Linked DNA regions of Mus musculus: region 2 is linked to region 1. The links are chromatin contacts, called in public Hi-C maps. All regions are on one chromosome and are shown on one strand. Each heading gives the region's core, a stretch centred on a gene start, on an enhancer-like site or on the middle of the called end of the contact. The rest is flanking DNA. Distances are from core to core; before and after follow the strand shown. Region 1 has its middle 24 kb from the start of Actb. Region 2 holds the start of Rbak (RB-associated KRAB zinc finger).

What was found. Hi-C and Micro-C count contacts between places; a contact is called where the count stands out from the background.
Region 2: a Hi-C map of the G1E-ER4 cell line shows a contact between it and region 1, with 5 times the contacts expected there. The contact joins the promoter of Rbak here to the enhancer-like site in region 1. A contact is called at or near these places in 3 of 39 promoter capture datasets (the 3T3-L1 cell line, embryonic stem cells and stem cell-derived epiblast-like cells), 1 of 15 datasets of contacts at CTCF or cohesin (embryonic stem cells), 14 of 484 Hi-C or Micro-C datasets (CD4 T cells, the G1E-ER4 cell line, the HL-1 cell line and 3 more), 4 of 115 datasets of contacts at active chromatin or transcription factors (bone marrow-derived macrophages and embryonic stem cells) and 1 of 9 other capture datasets (embryonic stem cells).

What each region holds. Positions count from the first base shown.
Region 1 is chr5:142,927,371-142,934,602 of GRCm38.p6, reverse strand. No RefSeq gene overlaps it. Among named protein-coding and RNA genes, the nearest start is that of Actb, 24 kb to the right of the region's middle. Within about 2 kb of position 5,357, at least 285 of the 459 cell types and tissues checked have an H3K27ac peak or open chromatin away from gene starts, as enhancers often do. A contact at or near this core is called in the G1E-ER4 cell line, the HL-1 cell line, bone marrow-derived macrophages and 3 more, where this site is marked.
Region 2 is chr5:143,177,393-143,184,343 of GRCm38.p6, reverse strand. Rbak (RB-associated KRAB zinc finger) reads left to right here and starts at 3,569. Exons shown (of 5, transcript NM_001045482.2): 1 at 3,569-3,795; 2 at 4,802-4,858. The coding sequence starts at 4,844. It overlaps Spdye4b (speedy/RINGO cell cycle regulator family, member E4B), which reads right to left and starts at 3,327. Exons shown (of 8, transcript NM_001384193.1): 1 at 2,706-3,327. The coding sequence starts at 2,723.

The DNA of each region.
Region 1 (7,232 bases), core at 4,108-6,607:
GTAGCTCTGGCTGTCCTGGAACTCACTCTATCAACCAGGCTGGCCTTGGCCTCGAACTCAGAGATGTGCCTGCCTTTGCCTCCCAAACACTGGGATTAAAGGCATGCACCACCACTGCCAGAAGATTCCTTCCTTTTCTTATTAAAAAAAATTTTTTTTAAATATTTATTTACTCATTTATTATATGTAAGTACACTGTAGCTGTCTTCAGACACTCCAGAAGATGGCATCAGATTTCATTGTGAATGGTTGTGAGCCACCATGTGGTTGCTGGGATTTGAACTCAGGACCTTTGGAAGAGCAGTCGGCGCTCTTAACCACTGAGCCATCTCACCAGCCCCTAAAAAATTTTTTAATTAATTTTTTATGGGATTCCGGCATGTGAGAACCACTGGGTCTGATTTTTAAAAAAGATGTATTTATTTATTTATTTTACATATATGAGTGTTCTATCTGCATGTATACCTGAGTGTCAGAAGAGGGCATCAGATCCCATTACAGGTGGTTGTAAGCACCTTGTGGTTGCTGGGAATTGAACTCAGAACCTCTGGAAGAGCAGCCAGTGCTCTTAACCACTGAGCCATGTCTCCAACCCCCAGGGAGATTTCTTTTTTTCTTTTTTTTTTTTTTTTTTCAAAGTAGCTACTCAGGCATTTAAGCTCTTTTTTTTTTTTTAAGATTTATTTATTGATTATATGTAAGTACACTGTAGCTGTCTTCAGACATACCAGAAGAGGGAGTCAGATCTCGTTAGGGATGGTTGAGCCACCATGTGGTTGCTGGGATTTGAACTCTGGACCTTCGGAAGAGCAGTCGGGTGCTCTTACCCACTGAGCCATCTCACCAGCCCAAATTTCTTTTTTGTTGTTGGTTTTTCTGAGACAGGGTTTCTCTGTGTAGCCCTGGTTGTCCTGGAACTCACTCTGTAGCCCAGGCTGGCCTTGAACTTGGACATCTGCCTACCTCTGCCTCCCACGTGCTGGGATTAAAGCTGTGCTCCACCACTGCCAGGTCCAGGGAGATTTATTTTTAGTTATCTGTGCTGGTTTCAGTTCATGCAGGAAAGTGCAGATGCCCACAGAAGCCAGAATGTCAGTTCCCCTGAGTTGGGAGTTATATGGGTCCTGTGGGTGGAGTTATATGGGTCCTGTGGGTGGAGTTATATGGGTCCTGTGGGGTGCTGGGAACTGAACTTGCAAGGCAGCAGTGCATGTTCTTAGCCACTGAGCCATCTCTCTAGCCCTTATTTATTTGTTTGTTTGTTTGTTTGTTTGTTTGTTTGTTTATTCATAGGCAGGGTCTGGCCATGTAGCCCAGGCTGGCCTACAACTCCCACTCTTCCTGCCTCTGCTTCCAGAGTGCTAAGATACAGGAATAGGCCACCACACCTTGATAGGAATACTTTCTACAAAACTGTCTGTGCTGAACATATTGACATTTGTTCTTACCCCTAAGCATAAGCATATAACACTCTACATATCGTTTTCATCCTATGCGTATTCCAAGTCAGTTACAAATGCTGGGTTTTTTTTTTCTTGTTTTTAAGTGGTTCCCCTGCGTGCCCAGACACTTTTGCAGAGGCCAGAGGAGGACTTGCAGGTCTCAGTTGTCCCCTTTCATTAAGTGCATGCCACGGATTAAACTAGGTCACCAGACTTGGCAGGCTTGGCATTTCCACCCGATGAGCCACCTTGCCAGCCCACGCTTTTTGCTTTGGTTTGTTTTTCCCCAAGATAGAAATGATCTGTGTGATCGATCCTGGCTGTCCTGGGACTCACTCTGTAGACCAGGCTGGCCTTGAACTCAGAGACCCCAGCTTCTGCCTCCTGAGTGCTGGGATTAAAGGCGTGCACCACCACTGCCCAGCTCTATGTTTTATTAAGAAGGATTCAGTCTATCCTGGACTTACTATGTAGCCCAGGCTGGCCTGTAAATCAGTGATCCTCATCTCCTGTCTTTCCAAGTGCTGGGATTACAATGGTGAGCCACCAAGCCTGGTCCTTGATGCCAGTAGCTGAGATGTCAGCCCTCACCAGTGTACCTTGGGGATATGGAGGACTAGAACAAGAAATAAGGTTTTGCCACTAAGTGGCGCCAGAGAGAGGTCTCTGGCCTGCTGGTCTCGCCCTGACTGGACCTCTCCAGTTTTTGTACCTACTCTGCCTGATCCCTCACACTACCTCCCCTTTCCTTTCTGCTCCTACCAGACAGAGCCGCAGCTGCCCCACTCAACCTCCTCTTGAGCACCCCACCCCCATCACTTTTAGTGCATTCTGGCCAAGTTGTTTAAACCTTGGGGAAGACTCGAGAGGCTGGAGAAATAGATAGCTCGGTGGTTAACAGCCTTGGCTACTCTTCCAGGGGACGGGAGTTTAATTCTCAGAACCCACACGGTGCTCACAAGTTCATGTAACTGCGGTTCCAGGAGAGCTAGTGCCCTTTTCTGACTCTCAAAGGCACCAGGCAAACACCTGGTGCTCAGATATACATGCAAGCAAGCATCTGTATACGTGTGAAAATAAAAATGAAAATTTAGGAAGGAAGAAAGAAAAAGAAACTGTGAGGGGTCATGGGGAGTTTCCCCTGGAGGATTTGGGTAGGGCATCAGACACATGCACAAGAGGACCCGTAGGATCAATTTCTTTCTTTTTGTTTTGTTCATTCGTTTTCAAGACAGATTCTCAGTGTGAAGCTCTGGCTATCCTGGAATTTGTGAGATCAGGCTACCCTTGATCTCACAAAGGTCTGCCTGCCCTGCCTCCTGAGCATTGGAGTGGGCGTGTCCACTCCATGTGGCAGACAACTTTAATCCCAGCATTTGGGATTTGGGGGGTAAAGGCAGCGACAGGCAGAGAGCTCCAGGCTAGCCTGGGATACACAGTGAGACCCTGTCTCAATTTTTATTCACACACGTGCAGATCAGAGAAACTCTGGGAGACTGCTTCTCTTCCACCATGGGTTCCGGCCACTGAACTTAGTTTGGTCTTCAGGCTTGCACCACAAACGCTACCTAAGCCATCTTGTTGGCCCTGGCCTGGAACTTTCTGGCCTCTGGCCTTAGCCACCTGAGTCCTGGAATCCCAGGCATGAGCCACCAGGCCAGTCCTCTTTGCCCTCTGTCACTGCAGCCCTTTCATCAGCCTACGCTATCCTCTCTACCTCAGGGGTTCCGTGAGCTCTGCACCTGCCCCGAGACGTCCTCACTGTCCAAACAGGCGGCTGAGGTTCCGGACACCTAGAACTGGAGTCTATGTGACCTGCCCAACTGGGTCCTGCTAAGTGTGCTGGCCTTGAGCCTTACCTGGAGTGACCCCAGGCTAAGGGACAGGACAGGACAGGACAGGACAGGACAGGACAGGACAGGACTAGAGTCTGAGCTTTGGGACTGGCTGGCCCCATTCCTTAGAAACATAAGCCTTTACAGCTAGCCATGAACTAGCCACAGTGAGCGGATCCCTCCCACCTTAGTCTTCCCATCTCCCAGAGAGGCTGAGACAAAGGACGCTCAATACAGCAGACTCCTTTGTTGAGCACCTACTGTGTACGTGGGACTCATGCCTCAGCCTGTGTGTCATAGTTTCATAACAACCCCTAGTTCGGGGGACGGGGGTGGGGGGGTGGGGGGTGTTTCAACCTGTGGGCCACATATCAGATCTTTATATGTTACAATTTGTAACAGTAGCAAAACTACAGTTATGAAGTAGCAACCAAATAACTTTATGGTTGGGGGGTCACCACCACATGAGGGACTACATTAAAAGGTCACAGCGTTAGGAAGGTTGAGAACCACTGCTCTAGAGAGATTAGTGTCTTATAGCCTAGAAGAAACAGGGGAAGAGGTAGCTCACTCAGTTCGGGACAGCCATTTTGTCTCTTTGTTTCTAGAAAGTATCTTTTCTTGAGGCAAGGTCTCATTGTTGCCTTGGCTGGCTTGGAACTTGGTATGATGGGCTTTGAACTCTTGATCCTCCTGCCCCTCTGCCTCCCTAGTGCTAAGATTATAGACCTGCATTGCCCGCCACACCAGGTAAGACATTTCCAATCTATGGAAAAGTACAGATCTGAAGGAATACAAGCATGGTGCCCACAGACCAACTGTTTCTTCCCCAGCTAAAAGCACTGACAGCATTCAATTCCCAGCATCCCCATGGTGGCTCACAACTGTCTGTAGCTCCAGCTCGAGTGCCTTCTTCTGGCCTCGAAGGCACCGTCTGCACCTGGTACACAGACACTCATATAGACAAAAACACCCATGCCCATTAAAAATTAATATTTTTTTTTAAAAGATTTATTTATTTATTATATGTAAAGTACACTGTAGCTGTCTTCAGACACTCCAGAAGAGGGTGTCAGATCTCGTTACAGATGGTTGTGAGCCACCATGTGGTTGCTGGGATTTGAACTCTGGACCTTTGGAAGAGCAGTCGGGTACTCTTACCAACTGAGCCATCTCACCAGCCCGAATATTTTTTTTAAAAATCCAAAAATCCAAACAGGTCAGTGCCTACCTGGATACAGAACAGGTTCGGGCCAGCCTGGGCAACATATTGAAATCCTGTCTCAATATAAATGGTTAAGAAAATAATAAAATAAGTCATGCATTATGGGGCAGAGCTTTAATTCCAGTACTCGGGAGGCAGAGGCAGCCAGAGGCCTGCCTGGTTTATGTGGCTCTTGGAAGGTGGAGACTGCAGAATGACTTCAAGGCCCAGCTGTATACTGTTTATGCCAGCGCTCCAGAAGCAGGTAGATTTCTGAGTTTGAAGCCAGCCTGGTTTACAGAGTGAGTTCTAAACCAGCCAAAGCTACATAGTGAAACCCCGTCTCAAAAAAAAAAAAAAAAAAAAAACAAGAAAGAAAGGGTTCAAGGCCAGCCTGACGACCTACACAAGATCTTATTTCAAAGAAATACAGTCTAGAACATTCAGAGGGGGAGCACTGGGCTAGCACGGATGAGGTACTTGCTCCAACACCAACAAACAATGCTCTCCTAACCTCTTTATCCAAGCTCCCTCCCAGCTCCAGGGTAACAGCTGTGCCTTCTGGAAGCCCTTCATGCATTCCTAAGCCCAAAGTAATGGCTTACTCTTGAGATTCCAGCACTCCGAGGCTAAGGCAGGCTAGCCTGGGCTATCTGAGATTCCCTGCCTTCACCCAACCCCCACCCCATCCCCACTTTCTCAAACACAAGCCCGGGTGTGTGCCCGCGGACCCTTAGCGGTCCCCTCTGCAGGGCGCCGGCACCGCGGATCCCCTTAGGGGAATCGGAGCCATTTCGAAAGGCAGGACCACACCTCACATCCCCTGCGGGCTTCGCTCTCGAAACGGGAAGTCGGCGGAGGAAGTCGCGCGGGCAGCCGCCGGCCGCCGCCGCATGACTAAGTTTGGCGCGACTTGCGCTCCTTGCCTTTTATGGACGACTCGTGGGCAGCGGCCGCGGGCGGGGATCAGAGGGAGGGGACACCCCAGCCCCCCAACCCTGCCAAACCCCAGTTCCCACTACAAACCCAGCTGTGCACCGCTCTCCCCATCTGCAGGCCAGGCCCCTCCCTCCTTGAAGTACAGAAATGGAAACTGAGGCTCTGAGCTTAGATGGAGAGCGGCTCAGGGTCCTGCATAGTACTTGAGGCCAAAGGACAGCCAAGGGCCCCAGCTCTCCAGCCCCTTGGCCTGGTTGGATGACTGACATTCCCAAGGCGGGTGGGGAGGGAGGCAGGACAGAGCTTCTTTAGAGAATTGAACCTAGGGCCTAGAACATTCCACCAGGCTGTAGCCACAGCCTTGCTTTTTCTTTTCTTCTTTTTTAAAAATTGTATTTATGGGGGACTTTTGGGATAGCATTGGAAATGTCATTGATGAAGATACGTAATAAAAAAAATTGTATTTATGGCCTGGCATGGTGACACTGACCTTCCAGCAACTGGAGAGGCATTGGCAGGCAGATCTCTGTGAGTTCGAAGCCAGCCTGGTCATAGTGAGTTCCAGGACAACCAGGGCTACCTACTGAAACTCTCTCAAAACCAAAAAAACCAACAATAACCAACAACAGCTATTTGCATGGCATTCTCTTTATTATTATTATTATTATTATTATTATATTAGACAAAGTCTCACTGTATATTCTTGGCTAGCTTTGAAATCACAGAGATCTGTTTGCCTCTGTCTCCCTGAGTGCTGGGATTAAAGCCCTGTGCCACACACACTCCTAGCTAAGATTTATTGATTTATTTATTTAGTGGTTTTGGAGTGATATAGGGTCTCATTGTGTAGACCTGGCTGGCCTAGAACTCACAGACATCTATAGCAAAGGTGTGTGGCATGGAGTGGTGGTGCACATCTGGCAATTCATTTTGTTTGACTATGTGTATGAGTGTGTGTTTGTAGGTGGGTATGTGCATGTAACTGTTGGTGCCCATGGGAGCCAGACATATAGGATCCCCTGGAATTAGAGTCACAGGCAGTTGGGAGCCACCAGACATGGGTGCTGGGAGTCAAACACAGGACCCCTGTGAGATCAGCAAGTGCTCCTAACCACTGAGCCACCTCTCCAGCCCCTATCAGTCATTTGTTTTTGAGATTGGGTTTCACATAGCCCAGGCTTCCCTCTGCCTCCCTATGGAGGCAAGGATGACCACTAATTTCTGGTCCTTCTGCCTTCACCTTCCAAATGCTGGCATTACTGACAGGTATCGTCATATCCGGTTTACGCTACCCTGCGCTGAGGGTCTGAGTCCCACATCTCATGCCTGCTTGACCAGTGCTCTTCTGTGGGAGCTATGTTCCCCGCCCTCCAACCCTCTTTACTTTTTGTGGGGCGGGGGGCGAAGTGGAATGGAGGCACGCTGCTAAATTGACCAGACTGTCCTAGAACTCATGACCGGCTCCAGCTTTGCCCTTCCAAGTAGCTAGTACAGGGGCACCATCAGGCCACACTGGAACTTTGTGTGATGAGCTTCCAAGTTTTGATCCTGGCCTCGCTGTGTCTATGGTCCTGGAGGAGTAGGCTTCTCAGAGGAGACTTGGAGTTTGAGCCTTGGCAGGAAGCATCCCCGCTGACAAACAGGGATACTGAAGCTGTAGACAAAAAGTTGGGTGTGGAGACTCACTTGTAAGCTCAGCACTGAAGAAAGCAGGAGGATTGCTACAAGTTCCAGGCCAGCTTGGACTGCAGGGTGAATCTGAGGTCAGTCTCATTTGGAGAAAGACTTGTCTCCAGAAACACTAATGGAAGG
Region 2 (6,951 bases), core at 2,320-4,819, 250 kb before region 1:
TCACATTTTACAGTCATGGCAATGTCAGTCCTTGTAAGGAGGAGTTGCTGTGTGAGACAAGGGGACTAATTACTCTCTGAGCCCCTCCTTTAGTTAAAGAAACTAAACACCAGAATATGGCCCCAAACACACTGTAACACACTGTAATAATTGGTGGCTGCAGCTGAAACCTGGCTCTCCTGATGCACTACTGTGTCACCTTCCTCTACTCCCTCCAAGGTGAGGGCACACACTGGAACCCTTCTTTCTGAGTTCCAGCTTCTTCCCCCTTCCTCCCTCTGGTCTGTGATGCTGTCTTGGTTCATGGCTCATTATTCCATTCAGGTTCTTTTGCCAGTTTCTGGACAACATCCTATGTCTATGCAGCAAGCAACATGGAAGTCTGTTCATACTGAATTCCTGGGATAGGAGAGCTGTGGAATGTTCTATTGTTTCAGGGAGGCCCTGGAGTGGGGTCAGATGTCTGACCCACCTAAAAAGAGGATGGTGAATTATGACCCTTTAATATCAAGCAAGGGAACTGACATGCAGAAAGTTTATCTAACTTGTCCAACATCACGCATGCTCTCAGAATACACATGCTTAATTTTGTATCTATCTCCATGGAAACCGTGCTGCTAGCCTAAGAGGAGTTTGATGTTGATCGTATCTTTAAGAGCACCTGAGGTGATTTGTATTTTACTTAATTTCATAATTTTTCTTTAAAATTGGTGTGAAATGTTTATATAATAGTATTTATAATCCATGTACTCTTGCAAGAGTACATTGTTTCTTTTCCCAGTTAAAACATATTATGTGGGGGCTGGAGAGATGGCTCGGGTTTAGAGCACTGATGCTCTCCTGGAGGTCCTGAGTTCAATTCCCAGCAACCACATGGTGGCTCACAACCATCTGCAATGGGATCTGATCCGATGCCCTCTACTGGTGTGTGTGAAGACAGCTACAGAGTACTCATATAAATAAAATAAATAAATCTTTTAAAACATATTATATATATTGAAATTTTGTCTGCATGTTTGACGGTGCAACATGAGCATACAGTGCTCATGGATGCCAGAAGGGGGTGCCAGATCCCCTAGGACTGGAGTCACAGTCAGTTGTGAGCCTCTATGTGGGTGCTGGCAAACCAATTTGGGTTTTCCTGGGCGAGCAGCCAGTGCTCTTAACCACCGTGCCATTGCTTCAGCCTCAAGAATACATACTTATGACCATTAGTCCTTCATCATTACTACTTCTAACTCAGTATTTCTATCATCTTCTTGGATATTGTGTTTGCATTATATGGTTTGAAAAAAGACTGGTTTGAGGAATGCAGTTCAATAGTAGAGCCCCTGCCTAGAATCCCCCAGGGAGGGGCTGGGGGCGTGGCTCAGTGATAGAGCCCCTGCCTAGAATCCCCCAGGGAGGGGCTGGGGGCGTGGCTCAGTGGTAGAGCCCCTGCCTAGAATCCCCCAGTGAGGGGCTGGGGGCGTGGCTCAGTGGTAGAGCCCCTGCCTAGAATTCCCCAGTGAGGGGCTGGGGTGTGGCTCAGTGGTAGAGCACCTGCCTAGCTTACAGGAGGGCCTAGGCTCCATCCTCAGGCAAGGAGGTATTAATAAAAGATTAAATTTTGCTTGTTGCCAGATGGTAAAGACTGCTTCTCTGTTCTACCCTTCTCACTTTAAAGAGTAACATTCACTGTCGAGATCTGTATTGTCTCTTTGACACCTCTCTCTCTCTCTCTCTCTCTTTCTCTCTCTCTCTCTCTCTCTCTCTGTGTCTCTGTCTGTCTCTCTGTCTCTCTGTCTCTGTCTCTGTCTCTCTCTGTCTCTGTCTCTCTCTGTCTCTCTCTGTCTCTCTCTCTCTGTCTCTGTCTCTCTCTCTCTCTCTCTCTCTCCTTTTTAGTTACATATACTTTCTGCCCTTGTTTCAAGAAAGAACTTCCTTTTCTGAAAGACCCAAGAGCCCCTTTCTATGCATTGCAAACCTCAAGGAAGAGAACAACCCTGTCACCTGGGGAACTTATGAATCTACCTTGGACTCAAGAGCTGTTCCAGTCCTGTCTGTAGTAGTTGAGAGGTCACTCACTATACCTGATGTCCATCTAGGATCATTATCACTAGCAGGGACACTTGCTGCCTGCTGCTTCTGCTGGAGGCCACATATTACAACAACTGCCGGGTGCCAGGGTCACTGGTGGGTGAAAGGCTAGGACGTTAAGTGTCTAGTTTCTAAAGCCTGAGGCAATAGAGCCCTAGGTCAGGACTTGGAGCTGAAAGCCTGTAGGCCTGCTGGTCCAGCCAGTAGACCTAGGATGGCCCACACAGGTTGAGCTTCTCCTATCTGTGCAGAGCAGAAGGATCTCAGTCTGTTGACTGGCAACCCTTGTTCCGTATGTGTGTACAAACCGAAATCTTCTCTCAATACAAAAATTATATGAGCTTGAATGTCCTCACTGCAAGCAAGGAATTCCTTTTCTGAAAGGCCTGAGTCCCATCTGTGCAATGTAAACCTGGAGAAAAGAGTGTTCCTATCTCCCTGTCACCTGGGGAGTTTAGCCCAGGCCCCTCATTCAGAGACGTAACCCCTGCTTGCCACGGGGAAGGGAAGCTTTTGGTTTAAGAGATAGGAGCCAGCTCAGGTGGGCACCTCAGTGACCAGGTGAGGTGAGAACCTGGGAGAAGGTGCCCCATGGCAGTGCAGGCCTTCCGAGGAGGAGGGCTCACCCTTTCTCCTGAGACCATGTGTGCCCTGCAGCATCTGAGAGGGATTCGTGATGCTTCTGTCTCCTGCTGGTTGCTCAGCAGTTTATTACCTAGGGTTGGCGCTCCAAGGCGCTTGGTGCTTCTGGGATGAAAACGTTACTCTCTGCATCGGCGCAGAGAACTTTTTCTATTGACAGGCTTTGTTATTAATTTTGACGCCAACGTCTTTATGAAGAACTAGGCCAAGAACGTCGTTGCATTAATTCAATAAGAAATCGAGGAGCCGTTCATCATAATGTAACCATCGTTGAAAACTGTCATTGTCGCCCGGCCCTAAATATCACCTTTCAGAGATCACATTGCAGGTAGGTGTTTTCTTCTTTCTGTGTTCTCTTTCTGGTTCTGTTTTTTAGAGTTTCTGGGCATTAGACGTATGTTCTAGAAACCCACCATTAGTGTTTGTGCCTCCTTCTTTGTAAAGCACAGCTGGTTATTTCTTGTACCTAGTACTTCAAGGAAGTTTGGTTAATCGAGAATGACACTCAGTTTTCTTTCCTTCTAACACAATCTTCCTCTTATTTTAGGAGTCCTGAGCCAGGGACAAGACTTGGGACTTCACGCAGCAGGCCGTTTCTCCAGGCTCAAAGGGAGTGAGGACAAACAAGAAGGTAAGAGCATGGCTGGAGGCAGCCATTGCTCTCAGAGCACCTCCCCCAAACTGCTGGGAGGAGGTAAGTTCTTGCGCGAGGATCCCTAGATGCAGTGGCGCGCGAAGGCGTCTGGGACACAGAGTTTCTGTGCAATTCTTGGGGAGAAAGGAGAGCCTTGGAACTCGGACTTCCGGGAAGATGCTGCACATGCGCGTCGCGGCCTGTGCGCGTGCCCGCGCTTGCGCTGGGCCACTGCGCCGTGGTGACTTCCTGCAGGTCTGGTGTGTCGAGGCTACCTTCCCTCCCGCAGCCTTTGCGTTCGCTAAGCTGGAGTTGCCGAGCCTGCAGGGCCGAGGCCGGAGCTTCCGGGGCGGCAGCGAACAGACTCGGCTGTGCGGGCTAGGGAGGCCTAGCGAGAGCTCGGCGCGGAGGCTGACAGGGGCAGCGGAGACGCCTGCTCGGTGAGGCCCGAGGGCGCAGAGCGATCGGGGCTGCGGGAGGGATGCTGGGCACAGATGGTGCCCAGTCAGTTCACCCGGGCACCCCGCTGTCCCCAGCTTGCGGCGCCTGGGAGGGTCGAGGTGGTCGGGCTGACAGCGGGACAGCTGCATCGCTTTGGGCTGCACGGTCAGTCCCGAGGACAGAGTGCAGGCACTGAAGAACTCAAGGGCTCCAGATTCCCACGGTGTCACTCAGCGTCCATCAGCTCTCTTGCTCTGTCTGTGGTCCCCCCCCCCCCCGAGTCTGCCCTTGAGGCATCGTAATGGTCTAGTGCTCAAAATCTGCTTTTACTTCTTTCTGCTCGTGAAGGAAGACTGAGTCTGCGACAGGTGTGAGACTTAATCAAGGTTGTGTTGAAATGAGTGCCATTGTTTTCTAGTTTCTTCCCTTAGTCCCTTTTTAAGATATGCAGCAGTAACCAAGTTTAGTTGGATAGTTTGAAAACAAACCACGCTTTATCCCTGTTTGTCGGACGTCTATCCATCTGGACCATTTTTCCTTTTTGTGTTTTAGTTTTTTTGAGGCGTGGATTCCTTGTGGCACATATTGTTCTGGTAGTGGGTGATCCTCCCGTCTCCGCCTCCAGAGAGTTGGGATTGCATGTATGTCACCTCATGGAACATGGATCCCAGATATATATATATATAGTGCCCAGAATCCTCATTCACTGTGACATATTTTGCAACAGTTTGAATAGGAAATAAAATAAGTACCCTTGTTTCCCCCACCTTTACACCAAATGCCCGTGGATAAAAAGAAGGCAGCGTAGTGTTCATCATAGAACTGTACCCGCCCCCCCTCGCCTCCCACCCCCCATTCCACCTGTTGGAGTTAGGTTTGTGATTTCCTTCCTATCACCTCTGCAGTGTGTATAAGCTGCGATTTCACTTGGTGGTTCCCAGGCGAGAGACATGTCCCTGTGTAGACCAGTTAATCTCCGATTTCAGCGAGCTTTTCCTCCAGCAGGTCAGTCAGCAGTGTCTACAGTTCCCCCAAGAGGAGCAGAACATGAGCAGATCAAAGGTAAGTTTTTCCCGTTTGTAATTTTTTTTTTTCTGACTCCTTTGTAATGTATTTTGGAAGACTTACTCAAAGGTCTGTTCTTGAATGGTAGTGGAGTGGTCTCTAAAGGGATCTGACGCCCTCTTCTGGCATGCAGGTGTACATGCAGCAGAGCATCCATACATAGAATAATTAATAAGTAAGTAGGATGGTCGTGGAGAAAGGAGTGAATAAAGGTGATTGTAATATAAAATACACCCGAGTGGCAGGCTGTCATGACCTGTTGTGTAGGCAGTCTGATAACTTTAGGCTAATGGAGTTACTTGGCAGAGTTAGAAAAAGGAAAATCGTATCCATCCCATCACCTGCAGCTGCTCGTGGGAGGTGCCGTTTTTTGTACCTTATAGGAGGCAAAGACTTGCTAGGATTTGGACATCTTCCTTTAGTCAGGTTGGGATGATTTTTGCATTTTGAAAATTTACCTTGACAAGAGCAGCTTGAGGGAGAAAGGGCTTATTCTGCTCACAGTGGCAGAGTACAGTCCACCACGGTGGGAAGGGCACAGAAGCTTACTTTGAGGAAGCTGAAAATGTATATATTTTCTGAAGTCAGGAAGGGAAGAGGAAAGCATGCCCACCATGATGGACAGTACTCTGGAACATAGAGTCATAGAAAAGTTACAGAGAAACAAAAGAATTATACAAAGAAATCTTTCATTCCGTTTGCTCCAAAGTTGCATTTTTTAAACAGTTTTTAAAAAATTTGTTTTGTATGTGCCTACATGTGTGCATGTGTGTGGTCCAGTATGCACGTGAAGGTCAGAGCACAACTTGTGGGAGTCCGTTCTCTCCCTCCATACAGGTCCATAGAACTATGGAGTCATACATAGAATTATAAAGTCTCATACATAGAATCATAGAGTTTCATATGCAGACTCATAGTCTTGTACACAGACTCATAGAGTCTCATACATAGAATCATAGTCTTATGCATAAATAAATCACATGGTTTCATACAGTGAGTGCTCAGCCCACCTTGTCTTTGTATGGTCCAAGATCTAAGCCAAGGGAATGAAGCCGCACACAGTGGGCAGGCTTTCCTGCCCCAGTTTACCTCATCAAGAGAATCCCCCACAAGAATGACTGACTAGCCCTTGGTCTATTTCTCCAGCAATTCAGAGTCTCATCACATTGACCACTGAGATGAACCATCAGTAGAGGTGGTGAGTTCACAGAGGGGAGTACTTTGCTCAACTTAGGGAAACAAAAAGCCTGTCCAGTGTGGATAGCGTTGAATGGATGTCCTGGTTTGTCTGATGCAGTCTTGAATTGGATCTATATTCCTAATAATTCCATGTAGATGGTCTTTTATTTCATACAGAGGTTTTCTTTTAAACAGTGCATCTGTGATCTTATCACACAGCTGTCCAAGAAATCCTGTACTTTAACCATGAGCCCCATGAGATAGCTCTGCAAGGACTCTGCTGGAGAGTCTGCTGTTTGTTTTGGCTGCAGACCAGTATCCCCTAGATAAAGTTATATGACTCAAGGCTGTGGTTTCTCTTCTCCATAACTCTTCTCTGTACCTAAAAGGTAGCACTGAGAAATTCCTGTGACTGGAATCTGCCTTCCACTGCTCTTAGAAGAATGGAATGTGGTTTTCTGTTTCTTTTTTTAAATATGTATTTATTATTTTTGTGTTGATAATTTGTGTGCCTTTTTGAGTTTCTGTGTCCCGTGTGCATGTAGGAGCTAACAGGCCAGAAGAGGGCGCCAGAGCTCTATAACTGGAGTTACCAGGCAGTTGTAAGCTGCCAAACATGGGTGCTGGGAACCGAACTCAGGTCCTCTGCAAGAGCAACAAGCACTCTAACATGGGTGAGCCATCATGCTAACCCCAGGACTTTGGTTTTTGAATTGGGAAGATAATCATATGTGGTTAGTAACTCCTAATTTAAAGTTGGCCCTCCCTGTCACTGTCAGAAGCTGCCTGCAGGAAAGTGCCACCTTGGTGTCTTTCCACCTCCCTTTCTGCCCCACCTCTACGTCCTGGTGCTTGTCAGTCTGTCCCTTTTCTGAGGCCCCACCTTTCCTTGTATGTCTTACTCTAGTAAC